Regions from separate parts of the Mus musculus genome. Here regions 2 and 3 are each linked to region 1. Evidence: chromatin contacts called from public ChIA-PET and Hi-C data. All regions are on one chromosome and are shown on one strand. The core of a region is the stretch at or near the end of the contact, and the rest is flanking DNA. Distances in the headings are between cores, read along the strand shown.

What was found. A called contact is a pair of places that touch in the nucleus more often than the background predicts. ChIA-PET counts read pairs in DNA pulled down with a chosen protein or histone mark.
Region 2: a Hi-C map of cerebral cortex shows a contact between it and region 1, with 4 times the contacts expected there. The contact joins the enhancer-like site here to the promoter of Tspan13 in region 1. A contact is called at or near these places in 4 of 39 promoter capture datasets (the C10 cell line, the HPC-7 cell line and hippocampal neurons), 6 of 484 Hi-C or Micro-C datasets (bone marrow-derived DN3 thymocytes, cerebral cortex, conventional type 1 dendritic cells and 3 more), 2 of 115 datasets of contacts at active chromatin or transcription factors (bone marrow-derived macrophages and neural progenitor cells) and 3 of 9 other capture datasets (adipose tissue, liver and pancreatic islet).
Region 3: an RNA polymerase II ChIA-PET map of memory CD8 T cells shows a contact between it and region 1, with 290 read pairs. The contact joins the enhancer-like site here to the promoter of Tspan13 in region 1. A contact is called at or near these places in 3 of 39 promoter capture datasets (the C10 cell line and the HPC-7 cell line), 10 of 484 Hi-C or Micro-C datasets (CD4 T cells, CD8 T cells, CD8 central memory T cells and 6 more), 5 of 115 datasets of contacts at active chromatin or transcription factors (bone marrow-derived macrophages, effector CD8 T cells, memory CD8 T cells and 2 more) and 2 of 9 other capture datasets (adipose tissue and liver).

What each region holds. Positions count from the first base shown.
Region 1 is chr12:36,041,036-36,045,468 of GRCm38.p6, reverse strand. Tspan13 (tetraspanin 13) reads left to right here and starts at 2,991. Exons shown (of 6, transcript NM_025359.3): 1 at 2,991-3,218. The coding sequence starts at 3,156.
Region 2 is chr12:36,109,246-36,114,055 of GRCm38.p6, reverse strand. It overlaps Bzw2 (basic leucine zipper and W2 domains 2), which reads left to right. Exons shown (of 12, transcript NM_025840.3): 7 at 1-88; 8 at 4,181-4,351. Among named protein-coding and RNA genes, the nearest start is that of Bzw2, 45 kb to the left of the region's middle. Within about 2 kb of position 3,450, at least 12 of the 459 cell types and tissues checked have an H3K27ac peak or open chromatin away from gene starts, as enhancers often do. A contact at or near this core is called in cerebral cortex, cortical neurons and forebrain, where this site is marked.
Region 3 is chr12:36,134,489-36,138,857 of GRCm38.p6, reverse strand. It overlaps Bzw2 (basic leucine zipper and W2 domains 2), which reads left to right. Exons shown (of 12, transcript NM_025840.3): 2 at 3,903-3,967. The coding sequence starts at 3,910. Among named protein-coding and RNA genes, the nearest start is that of Bzw2, 20 kb to the left of the region's middle. Within about 2 kb of position 2,292, at least 43 of the 459 cell types and tissues checked have an H3K27ac peak or open chromatin away from gene starts, as enhancers often do. A contact at or near this core is called in CD8 T cells, CD8 central memory T cells, effector CD8 T cells and 4 more, where this site is marked.

The sequences.
Region 1 (4,433 bases), core at 1,742-4,241:
TATTTTGCAACACCTGGAAGCTGAGGCAGGAGGATGCAATTTGATGTTAGCTTGGGCTATATAAGTAGATATCTTTGTCTCAGAAAAAAAATAACAATAACAACAAATGCTACAGAGAGAGAAAGAACAAAGAGCGAGTGGAGCAAGGGAAGATAGCGAGGAATGAAAGGGAGCAGGAAAGGGACAAAAGAACAGGGTTGGGGTGTAGAAGTGGATTGAACAGTCTCCTCCATCGACTGGGTAGGAGGCAATCAGCACATCACTTCCTTACTAGTCTACCGAGGGTAGCATAAAGATCCAGTTCATTTATTTCTTCATGAAAGAATCATGTATTTCATACCAAAACACTTTTTATGAAGCCTGCCTTCCTATGTCAGTTAACAACTCAGCCCATGTAATAGACACCAGTTTAAAGCAGTGGACAATGATTGAAGCCATGCTTTTATTTTGCCTGTGCACATGGACATGTGAGTATGCATTCATGACTGTGTGATAAAGCATGCATGCATGCAGGTGTTCAAGCACAGGTGTGCGTGCATGAGGAGGCAAGGAGACAACCTGAGGTATCTATGATTCGTCAGGCACTTCCCCCCTACTTTACAACACAGTCATGGTGGCCTAAGAGCTTGCTGCATAGGCCAGACTGGGCAGCTAGTGAGCCCCAGGAAGCTATCTGCCTGTCTCTACCTCCTCAGCACTGGATGTCTTTCCTTTTGATACTTCAAAAGATTTTCTTTTGATTCATGCTATTTTTGGTGATGTGAATATATGTGCACTTGAGTGCAGGTGTGCACTGAAGCCAGAGTGGTGGGATCCCCTGGAATTGTGAGTTCTGGGAGTCCGATCCTGTCTTCCTTTCTTCCTTTCTTCCTTTCTTTCTTTCTTTCTTTCTTTCTTTCTTTCTTTCTTTCTTTCTTTCTCTTTCTTTCTTTCTTTCTTTCTCTTTCTTTCTTTCTTTCTTTCTTTCTTTCTTTCTTTCTTTCTCTTTCTTTCTCTTTCTTTCTTTCTTTCTTTCTTTCTTTCTTTCTTTCTTTCTTTCTTAGATAGATTCTGTTATTCCATCTAGGCTAGTCTTCAACTCATAATTCTCCTGCCTCTGCTTTCCCAGGGTTGAGATTATAGCTATATGCTATCAAGCTTGACTTCCAAATACAATTCTCTTGCCCACCCAAATCTTTCAGAATGTTTAAAATACACGAAGTATGTAGAAAAGAAAAGCTTGAGACTGAAGTAGTTACTTCCACCCTGAAAACTGCTTACGCTTTATTTGGATAGGATATTGGTGTTGGAGTCTCAGATTTTCTTGTTGACACTTCTTTGTAAACTGCTTAGTTTAGTTTTATTTATATAGTTTAAAACAGAGTCTCCCTATGCAGTGTTGACTGACCTGAAACTCACAGAGATCTGCTTGCCTCTGCCTCCAGAGTACTGAAATTTAAGACGTGCACCACCATGTAAGTATTAAAATTCTGGATTTTAAAAAGAAAAGTAGAGCAGTATAGTTTGGAGTGCAGAGTTATTTCCCATACTAATTTTTAAAAATGTTTCTGGGAATACATACAAGATTGATAAGGATTGCAAGAGACGTAAAATCCATGAGTGTTTATTTGCATGGTGAGTTCTAAAGGAAGTACAAATAGGCTGGAGTATTTGAAGAGAAGGTATTTAATTAACTTGTTTAAGTCAATGATTTTTATGTTTGTTTTTTTTGGGTTTTTTTTTTGTTTTGTTTTGTTTTTGTTTTTTGACATACATTCACCTAACCGTGAGAAGTTTTAGGCTCAAAATGTACAGTAAATTTGAAAATCGCTTTTTAAAAGATCTATTTTACTATTTTACGAGTGTTTTGCCTGCATGTGTGTACCATGTGCATGCTTGATGCCCACTAAGGTCAGAGGAGGGCACTGGATCCCCAGGACTGGAGAGACAGGTGTTGTGAGTGCCATTTGGGTGTTGGGGTCCTCTGTAAAAGCAATAAGTGCCATAACAGCTGAGCCAACTCTTAAGGCCCTTAAAAATCTCTTTATAAAACCTATTGGTAGAATTTCTTTTGATAGAAAATACCAAATAGAAAATACCAAGCCTTTACTGCCGCTTAACAGTTGGAACCCAGTAGTGAGTGCCTTAAAACCATCAGGCGCACTGGTGCATCTGATAGGACACTTTATTCTATGCAAGGGGGTCTGTCAAATAGTGCATGATATACTTCTAATAATCTAGTTAGAGGTTAGGAATCAGGATGAAGATGCAGCAAACAAAAGTGATGATAAATTAATTGAATCTGTTATCGAAAGGCTTCCTAGCTTGTATTTATGCAAAAATAGGCCCCTAAAACCCAGGATCCCACTACAAGAATAAAGACTCCTGATTTATTTTGCACATATGTATTCATAAGGTTTATTAGTATTTCAAAAATCCCTGTAGATTAAGTCCTCTTGATCTGAAATCTGTCACAATTACAGGTTACCTTTCTTACCTATGTCGAGAGAAATTAGTTTTTATTTGCTCTTTTTAGTCTTTCACTGATGTTTTTCCTTTCATTGCCCCCTTCCCTGTTCTCTGTAAATCTTTCATTCTTGTCGTCTTTCTTTCATTCAAACGAGGCCAGGTGCTTCGATTTGTTTTATCATCTCATTCAAAATGGTGCCACGTCACCCACAGGGCAAGAATGGAGAGAGGTGCTGTCATTTCTCCTGCCAGCGTGGAGCCCCGCCCTCTGCTGTTCACCTGGGAGGGGGGAAATTATACAGAGGCCACAGTCTCGTGAGCCAGAGGCCGGCTCCCTCCAGACAGTCTCGGGGCCCCCTCCTCCTCCTCCTCCTTCTCCTCCGCTGAGCTGCCCCGCCTCTCCCGGACCCCAGAGCGCATTGATTTGCATATCTCTACCTTTGTTCCCTAGCAGTGGCCAATCAGAGTGCAGGGCGAGACGAGGCGGCGGGGCGGGGCGCGCGATCGGCGGATCCGCTGCGGCCGCAGGTTGCAGAGCGGGTGGGAGCCGCTGCGGGCGCGGCACTGCAGCCCTGATCCTGAACCCCGAACCCGAGCCCCGAGCCTAGCCCGGGCCACAGGCTCAGGAGGCCAGGATCCAGAAGCTACTCGCCCAGCCCGGCGGAAGACGCCTCGACCCGCAGGCACCCGCTAGCCCACGCGCCACGATGGTGTGCGGGGGCTTCTCGTGCTCCAAGAACTGCCTGTGCGCGCTCAACCTGCTGTATACCGTGAGTAGCCCGCGCCCGGTGGCACCTGCGGGGGCCGTCGGCCTCCTCCCCGCCTGAGTATTCGCCTGCGCCCCATCCCGCGCCCCTTGCGGGCTTCCCACGCCCCAGTTTCGCCTGCAGCCCCCGCCCGGGACCCCGAGCCTGCTTGTCGCAGTCTCCGCCCGTCCTTCATTGTGGCGCTCGCCCCTCGCCCTGCTCTCTGCAGCCCTTCACTTTCGCGTTCCTTCCCACTCTCCCCATTCTTTCATCCATCCCCAGGTTTCCATCTCAATCCCTCTAGCCGCACGCTTTCGGCTGGCCATCCCATCTGGAGGTTCGGAGGCTGGAGAGCAGCCCGGGCTTAGGGGACAGGTTTGCGGGATAGTGGGGCCTGGGATGGACCAGGCGGCCTGTGGATGGCGCGCTTCTGGCACAGCTCTAAAAGCTGCCTTTTGAATGGAGGCCATAGAGCAGGTTCACAGGATATCCGTGGCTTCCGAAGTTTGTTTCGTGCTTACATAAAGTCTCTTTGTTGATGTTTCTGCCCGTGAGGTATTCGCCTGATGCTTTTCCCATGCCATCTTCCTTCCCCTTTATCAATATTCTAGCTCCATTTTTGGCGAAGTCCTTCAGTATATAGTCCTCCACCCAAGTCGTTTTTATTTTTTTATTTATTTTTTCCTCCCTACGTATCAGCATATGCCTTCCAGCTTTAACATGGAAAACTCAGTTTGATTTTTTTTTTTTTTGAGGCATAATTGTGGCTGGACAGCAGGAAGTTGAGGTGATGTTTATTGAAAACCTTCACCACCCCAGCCTTTTCATTTGTCAATTTGTTATCTATCTGTGGCAAGCGCAGTTGTCTAAATTTTATAACGGTAAAGACCAAAAAAGGCTTTACTAAGTTTTCATAACTGGTAGTTGGAGAGTCTGGACTGGAACCAAGCTGTGGAATCTAGACCTTTCCACAAGCTGCCTCTCCTGCGTGGAAGAAACTTCCTTTCGGTCATCTCATTCCATCGGAGACTTGTTCTCTTCTATAAATACATCTGGTGCTTGCAGCACCCACCCTGAAAACAAACCCAGTTTCCCTGCATTAGCAGAGCCAGGCCATCTGGGCCAGCTTAGGTTACATCTATGGACAAGAGAGGCCGCTTGTGGTTGACAAGCAGAGACACCAGGTCACGGGTCATTTTACCTTTTTTTTTTTTTTCTGGTGTGTGTCTGAAAATGATG
Region 2 (4,810 bases), core at 2,201-4,700, 68 kb before region 1:
CAAGCTTTTCAAAGCCTGGATGGCAGAGAAAGATGCCAATTCTGTTACCTCTTCACTGAGAAAAGCCAACTTAGACAAGAGGCTGCTTGTAAGTGTTTTTTGCATCAAGCTTGTGGTGACTGGTGTCAGGGTGGTGTCATGTCAGTGACATACCAGGGTCTCTGCTGAACTGGAGTGTGTTCCTTTTATTTCTTATTATCATAGAGAAACAAATTCTATTTTAGTCTTATATACCCTCTAATATATTTTAAATAAATGAAGTACCCTCTAGGCCAACCATAAGGAACACTTCTGGGAATGCAGGAAGACTTTTCTAGAGAGGATTACCTGGGGAGGGTTGAGGCTGTATAATGCTAGGACCATCTTGTGAGGTAGCGAACTGCATGGAGTAAAGAGGGGAAAGGAGAGAAGCAGTTGATGTTGACATGCCCTTTCTCTGCTTCCTGATTGGCTCTGTGAACCAAACCACTCCCACCAACACCATCTCCCAACTGTGAGCCAAATTAAACCCTTCTCTTAAAGTTTCTTTCTCTCATATGCGTGGTCATAGCCACTTTTACAAAATTACAAGAGATATCAACACTCAAGTTTGGAAGATTGTTGACATGGTATTAATATTTTATCAACAGTAAAGCTTTTTCCTGATGGCTGTAGTGGTATTTCAGTGGTATTGGGCTTGCCTGACACACTCAAAGCCATCCCGGTTGCAATCCCCAGAGTAATAAAACAAACTAACACTTTCTTTAGTATCAAATAACTATTTGCAAAACTAAAGGTTTTTTTTTAACTATATGTTTAAAAACTAATGTATTTTTAAAAAAAAACTCATTCTCAACAAATAAGATCCTTGTGATATTGAGTAGGAATTATATTATACCTTTCTTTAGTGGGCAGGGGTCATGCATTCCCTGATGTACATACAGAGGTCAGGACAACTTGTAGGAATTTTTTCTTCTACTGTGTTGTTATAGGGATCAAACTCAGATTAGTGGGCTTTGCCTATTTACCCAGCGAGCCTTCCTGCCAGACCCACCATAGCATTTTTGACGAGCCTGTGAGTTGTCCATGAATTAGCTATATCTTGTCTAGTCACAGCTGGGTTCCACGTGTCTTTTCATCTCAGGAACAAGACTGAAGGATCTCCCATTTAGGACATTGTGTCTGCATGGCATAGGACAGAAACACAGGTCACAAACTGAAGCCCTCAGTCACATTAAAAACCTACCTGCAATTGGCCCCGGTAGAGACGCAGCTCAGTGGTTAAGAGTACCTACTGTTCTTGCAAAGGGTCCAGCAGTCATGTCAGGAAGAGGCAGTTCACAGCCACCTGTAATTCCATCTCCAGAGGCTCCAACGCCCTCTTCTGGTCTCATGTGCATATATCTACACTCTGACACGTGTGCATAAATACCATTTAAAATAAAAATTAGGAGAAAAAGTCACTGGCAAGTCTGGAAAATAGAGTAGGACATTTAGCCTCTGTCTGCAGCACTGAGGGAGGGGTTCTGTTGATCCACTTTGACGGAGAGGAAGTTGGCGATTGGGAACAAAGATAGAATCTATCACAACTTGCCACAAAAGACTCAAAGTCTGGTTTCTTAACTAGCTACAGGTTGGTTAATTAGGTCACTGGATATAAAAGTGCATCTGTCTTGAAAACACATGTCATTTAACTGAACTTACTAGATCTGCATGCTGTGGGAAAGAGACGCGTAGATTCTGTTTCTCCCAAGAGCTTCCAACATCAGTGGGGAGAGGAGAGGCTGCTTGTGGCGAACAAGTACAGGAGGTGCCTGAGATTTCCTGACTCAACCCATGAGACACTTGGCATCTGTTATATTCTCAAGGGAGTCATTTTTTGTTTCATGAAGATATGCAGCTAAGTTTTATGTAACTGTTCACAAAAATAGTGATGTTAGCTATTACTCAGCACTGTTACAGATGAAGGAAAAAATTGTATAGCTCAAGGGGAGAGGGGATGGAAGAAACTATTTCGAATCCCTAGAAAAAGGAGAAGTTGGTCTTTTATTTATTCATTGAGTATGGTATTGGCACATTGTGTGCCACGAATTTCTGGGAATGGGGATAATTGAAAGAAAGCAAATAGACCCTGGCTTTTATGAAGTAGCATTGACTTCAAGGGAATGGGCAACACAGAGATAGCGAGTGCAGGTTTGTTTTTAATGGTGAATTTGGGGTTATTGTGGTACTTGTCTGTAATCCTAACACTGGGGGGCTGAGGCTAGAGGATTACCATGAGTTTGAAGCTAGTCTTCTAGTATATTGCCAGATCAAAGCTACCTTCATGAGACTCGATCTCAAAATCAAAAACAAAGGGGAAAGTCAAGGTGAAACACTGTAGAGAGAAAATTACCTAGACAAAAGCTACAGGAAACCAGATCAGGCAGAATAATAATTAATACAGACTTTTTGGTAGTAAGGAAGGCCTATGCGATGAGGCTGTGTATCCTAAAACGACATCTTCATAAATGAACTGTATGGGAACAGTATGATTGGCATGCACTTGAACATAACATCAAATCCCATTTTGCAGTCACGTCTTCCTGACAAAGAGCGTTCCGTGGTTATACTGAGCTATGGAGCCAATGTTGACTGACCTTAGTGCCAATGGCACTGTCCTGAAGTATTTCTAGCTGTATCAGCCACATCAGCTGTTAAATTTATTGATGCATGTCTACTTCAGGCCTGCCTGGCAATATGGATACATGAGTAGGAGTGCCTGCTGCCGAGCCTGAGAACTGATTCCTCAGGACCCACATATGGAAAGACCAGATTTCCACAGGCTGTCCTCTGAGAGCTCACACAAGTGGGTCCTACAAACTGCACATATATAAACACACTTGTTAGATATAGAGAAATGACAAGAGAGAGAGAGAGAGCAAGAGCGCTTTTGTTTCTAGAAACACTTGCTTATTTTAAACAGTCTAAAGGAAATCCCAATTCAGTTGATTCTCTGGGAGGGGAGGGACCACTCCATAAAATGAAATTGGCCCCTTCCACTAAATCTGAAATGTCTTGGATGGAACTGTAAACACTAACACAATGATACTGTAAATATTAACGGTGAAGTTTCAGTGTGGTGGGAAGTGGTATTTTGATATGCATGCGCATTTGATAGATTCTCCCACTGACTCTGTTCTGACATAAAAATATATGAGTCAAGGGAAATTTGGGGGTGAAATAGGGGAAGGCTGAGGTTTAAGTCCTGGCCAAGCAGCCTCTGCTCTGCCCCTCTCCTCAGTGGCAGCCCCCATGACAGCTCTTTGTACTGAGTTGGAGATATGGAGCCTTTGGCAACACACAGGCAGATCTAACCAATGTAAAGTTTGTGCCCAGTTTTTAGACTTGCCAGCAGTCGGGAGAATGTGAGAGCTCTGTGAATTGCCTGCATTTCATAGTTAGCTGCTGAATTCACACAGGATTAGACGGTTATGAGAAGGTGCCAGGCTGCGTAGGGGAAGATGACGTGATGAAGATATCAAAGCAGCTATGGTGTTCTGCTCTTTTTATTGTTGTTTTACCAAAACCAAAAACAAACAAACCACACCATCAGAATAATGTGGTAAGCTGAGCAGTCGATGAGTTAAGTTTAGAATAGGTCTTGCCCAGACCTTAATTGAGAGCCACCATCATTAGTGGAGAATAGATAGCAAAGTCCACCATGGCTCCTTTACTGTATCCTTGGCTGCAGCATTTACTTGTGATGAGTGGAGGTCCCTGGGGAGGAGCGGTTTGGTTTTTTTGTTTTTGTTTTTGTTTTTGTTTTTTTTTCTAGTGTTTCCAATCATTTCAGCTTTACAGAAAGAGCCTTGTTAACTCAACGAAGGAAGCAGTGCAAACGGTTTCAGTTTCCTTCCTCTCACTTTAAAAACAATTTAAATACTGTTCAGAGTTTTTATCATATTCATGTGGTCAGGTGAATTTAGTCCTGTGCCATTGTTGATTAAAGCAAAGAAAAAGAGATGGGTGGGTACGGTGAACAAAGCAAGTTTGTCTATGTTGCTCAATACTTTATTTTAAAAGATGCTCACCTCCGTGACTGTATAGGAACACTTCAGTCCTCCTCAGCTGAATGAGCGATGTCACAAGTGGCTTTAGTATGAGAATCCCATCCTAATTTGAATAGCCTGTAGCTTACAAACCTCCTTTTCTCCTTCAGGAACTCTTCCCAGTGAACAGACAGAGTGTGGATCATTTCGCTAAGTACTTCACTGACGCGGGGCTGAAGGAGCTGTCGGACTTTCTCCGAGTCCAGCAGTCGCTGGGCACCAGGAAAGAACTGCAGAAGGAGCTGCAAGAGCGACTGTCTCAGGAATGCCCCATCAAGGAGGTAGGAGGCCGTAGTGAACTCCTGCACAACACACACAGATAAAGGGTAAGGGTGGCGCCCCTCAGCGAGCTAGGAGACCAGAGTGAACTCCAGGACAACATACATGGTTGATGGGTGTGGGTGTGTCCAGTGGTAGAGTGCTTGAAGAAGTATTTACGAGGTCACGGCTTACATCCCCAACACTGCAGAAAGCTATGCATGCTGAGGTGTGTGTGTCTGTGTGTGTGTGTGTGTGTGTGTGTGTGTGTGTGTGTGTAGAATTACACGGGTCATATAACATAAGCTTTCCCTCCCTCATATGTGTTACCATTCACTGTTCCCTTACTCCTAGCACTGAAGTTGGCTCAAGGTACTCACTCAAAATCCTATTTTATTATATTTTGGGCTATTCTAGAAATTGATGTTATTTTGGCTCACATTGCTTCCTCATAACCAGGCTGCTATGATTATCACACTGTT
Region 3 (4,369 bases), core at 1,043-3,542, 94 kb before region 1:
GACTCACCACTGCCTGTAACTCCAGGGAATCCAATGGCCTGGGCAAATTCTTTCATGCACACAGACATACACAGAATTTAAGAAAACATACAGTTTTTCAGATATGTTTTTATTAAGTATTTGAAGCCATAAGACTTGTTTTAAAAATCACATGGTCTAATATGGTAACCATTAGTCTGATTGATTATTTAAATTTTAACTAATGAGAATGAAATAAAATTAAACATTTAGGTATTCAATCCTACTAAAAGGTTCAGTGGTTAAATATACCTACTTGGTACTGTGTTAGAGACTGTAAACAAAGCCATTCTTTTATTATACATAGACATACTGAATGCATTGTTCATTGTCAGACATGGGAGGACGTGGTCTCAGCTGGGTTACTACCTTCTTTGGCAGTAATGTTTTACTGCCATATAGCCATAACCATTTGTTTTCATATTTTCTCCTTTTAAAAATTTTAAGGTCTTTGTGTACACATGAGTGTAAGGTGTGCACACATGGGGACAGGAGAGAAGGACATGTGTGACTGCATATGTGGAGATCAGAGGACAACTTTATGGAATCAGTCCTGTCTCTTCCTCCCTAATGGGTTTCAGAAATCAACCTCACTCACATCATCAGCTTTGTAGATGAAAGCTTTTGCCCTCTGAGCCATCTTTGCAGGACTCATTTGCAGATGGCTTCTTCAGACCGTAGCAATTGAAACAGAGATGAGACCATAAAGCTGAGATGTATTTCTCTGTCCTTTTACAGGAAAAAAAAAATTGTGACTTCTGCTTTATGGTCCTAAATTGAAGATGTGTCATGTGCATAGTGCAGTAGTATGTACGTCATGGAAGGAGGCTATCAGAATTTAGAGATAAACTAAACCAGACCAAACAACAGCAGACCACGCCAGAATGTATGAGCAAACTTCCAAGTACTGGGGCAAACCATCCTTCACTCAAAGAGGCAGGGAAGGATCAAGTCCTTTCTGATAGATCATCTGTGCTTGGCTTGATACAGTGTGTATCTTTCCAATTGACGTAGGGTCTGAGTAGCCCTGGCTGACATCAAAACTGTGACCTCCCCACCCAACCCCACCTCAGCCTCCAAAGTATTAGTAGGATTACTAATGGGCTTCTGCCACACCCACCAGGTTTTCCAGTGTGGGGCAAAGAACGATGCTACTTTGTATCTAGTTAACTGGCTTCAGGTTATAATGTGGTGTGGTAAATATAATACTAAATAATAATAAGCAACCATAGAAGGTGTACTTTTAATGGTGTCCTCTAGACTATTCTTTGCTGCCCATTCTTTGATATTGTTCTAGGTTTGAGCTCTGTCTATTTCTTAATCCCAAGTGATCTGGCTTTTCTCAGGCCAGGATTTTTCACATGGGCTCAGCGAGGACCTTATGCAGGCTGGCCCTCACTGGAGCGGGTTATACTGTAGCCATGATGAGCTAAATTTAGAGGGAAGTGTGCCTCTGCTGCAAATAGTAACAGCCCAGTGACAGATACCCCAGCGTCCTCAGTCTCGGAATGTGAGAGACAGGTTTTGTTTCAGATTTGTTGGCATGTATTAACACATGTATGTTTCCATATCATCCAGTTATTCTCCACATAGAATAGATAGATGGTGTTGACAATAAGTTCCATAAGCAGGCTGTGAAGAAAAATGTAAGCACTTAGAACTGATTTAAAAGTTAGATGTGTTCTGTGGTCATTCTCTGATAGACATAAAAATGTGAATAAGGTGCAAAGACAGTGTTAATTAAGTCCTTAGGTTTGTGTTTTGGATCAAAAATTTTGAGAGAAAGCTCACACTTGAGTTTTTCCAAATACTTATAAGATAAAGACATTTTGACAGAGTTGCATTTTTTTTTCATTTTATTTTTGTTTCCACGTTTTCTAATGAGACTTGAACACTGAACGATTTCTGGGAGTTGAGGGATAATACATTTGGGGGTGTCTGTATGGGGGGGGAGTGCAGTGGACATGTTGAGGAAGACATAGACGTTACCACTTTTGCATCAATTAAAGGTTTGCTGGCCAAGGGTGCATCTGAGAGAAAAGTTACCAGGGAGGTTTCTGGGTGGTTCTCACAGTTGATGTAAGTGATCCCCGTGTGGTGCTTCTTTTCCAACCCAGTGTCCATCACGTGAAACAGGCGGTGCCACTGATGAAGGGTCTGATGTTGTAACTATTGGCACCTCTTAAGGACTTAGACTTACTCCTCATCTTCTCAGGCTGGCATCCTTATATCTCAAAGCACTTCCTTTCACTAGATGAAGTTGTTAGAAACTCGGCGCCGGTGGCACAATCGACCGACTGTGTTTCTGCATCTGTTGCTTTGTTTGCAGTTACTTTTACTTCGTCAGAGCGATTGGTGAGAAAGGAAATTGTGGTTTGGTTTGGTTTTGGTGGCTGTGGGGATGGAGCATGAGACCAAGATCGTGCCAGGCAAGTGTTCTACCACCAAGGAATAGCCCCAGCCCTAGGAAGGAACATTTATTCTGTGAAGTGACATATTTGTTTTTTCATATTCCTAATGACCCTTTTAAACTTCATGAAGTAATAATTGCTTGGGTAACCCCTTTTGTTAATTTTTTATTGATTCATTCATTTTGAGACAAGGTCTCACTTAGTTGCCAAGGCTGGCCTAGAACTTTTTTCTGTATCCCAAGCAAGACTTAAACTGGAAATCCTCCTGCCTCAGCCTCCCAAGTAGCTGGGATTATAGGCCTGTGCCACCAAGATTAGCTTCAAGTCACACTTTTTTAAATGGTAGATGATAAATTCAGTAGCCTGTTTGAATAACATGTACTGTCTTACTTCGCCTCTATAACTTAAGCAGTCTAGGTATTTTTGGTATATATTCATGCCAACAGGTTATTCATTGTTAAAAGGTCCTAAAGAATACATTTTATGTATGAATATTTAATTTTTTCTTACATATGAGAATCACATATTTACCCTCTTTTTAGGCAAGTAAGTTACACTTTACATTCTTTAATAGAATTTTTACCTATTGACAACTGAACATCATCCCATGTTAGCATAGCTGCTTACCAGGTAAGCATTTAAATGCTTATACGCTGCTTAATTTTTAGGCCTTAAAAATGGTCCTAGATTTTTAGGTCTTAGATCAATCAGATGACAATAAAATGACTGGTCCTGAAGACAGAAGGAGCAGAACACTAGTCAACACACACAGGAAGCAGGGGACATTTCTATCAGACAGGAAGTCCTCTGCAGAGGAGGCATGAGAGTATGCACAGAGAAAGGAACAGGATCAGCTGGGGGAGTCGACCTAGAAGAAGCCAGTATGTGGCCTCAGAAACTAGATTTCATCTTGTCTTTTGGAGCAAAAAGCACAAGTCAGTGAGGTTGCAACGCAATGCATGATGGGGAAAATGGGGTCTTGACATAACTCCCATCATCAGAGCTAGAAGCAGAACCTGCGATACAGCAGAGTTAGATCTAATTCATCCTTTCCTGAGGCTGCCAATGTTCTATGCAGTGGCTAAGTTGTGATTTACGTAACTAAATGCGTGTGGAATGCTACAACTGTATTTCACATACATGTATGTTTGCCTTGGTGTGTGAGTGCAGCTGTAGGACAGCAGGGGGAAAGTAATTGTTAGACTGCACGGTATACACATGTAAGTATTCACAGATATTCACCATATACTCCCCAAAAGTGTGGCATGAAGTCTAACTTCTGCCAACGTTGATGTGGGTGGTTGTTTCCCAACCTTTGCCAAAAGTGGTTCTTGGTAAACTTTCACATGTTGCCAGTCCAGTAGTGTAAAAGCCCTATTCCCACATGGTTGGGGTTGACCATGTACTGATGATCTACGTAGGGTTGTTTGGAATGCTGTTTTAAAGTACATAAATGTTGTTTTTCTTTTTCAGTAATTTTATGAATAAGCATCAGAAGCCAGTACTAACAGGCCAGCGGTTCAAAACCCGGAAAAGGGGTAGGTTGTGTTCTGTTGTGTTGTGTTGTGTTGTATAGTGTTGTGTTGTGTTCTAATCAAATCGTTAGAATTGAGAAAAGTTTGAATTGTCTCTTACTTCCCCTTACTGCTACACTGGAACTCTAACTAGCCTCAGTTCTGTGGTGCAGCCGTGGTGGAATTGAGTTTGCTGTTCAGTGTTGGATGGCTCTCGTGTCTTCCCCAGGGCTCTGCCTCTTTAATGATAAAATGAAAACAGTGGATAAGCTTGGCTGCTTCTTACATTTACAACCTTACTGATTGTGACATCACATTTTATATTTTAGTTTCCTGTTTTGTGCTTTGTTTTGGTTCTTTTTGAGAAAATAGTCACGTAAAAGGTAGAAATGCTCGGGGAAAGAGGTTCCCAAAATTTGAAGTCAG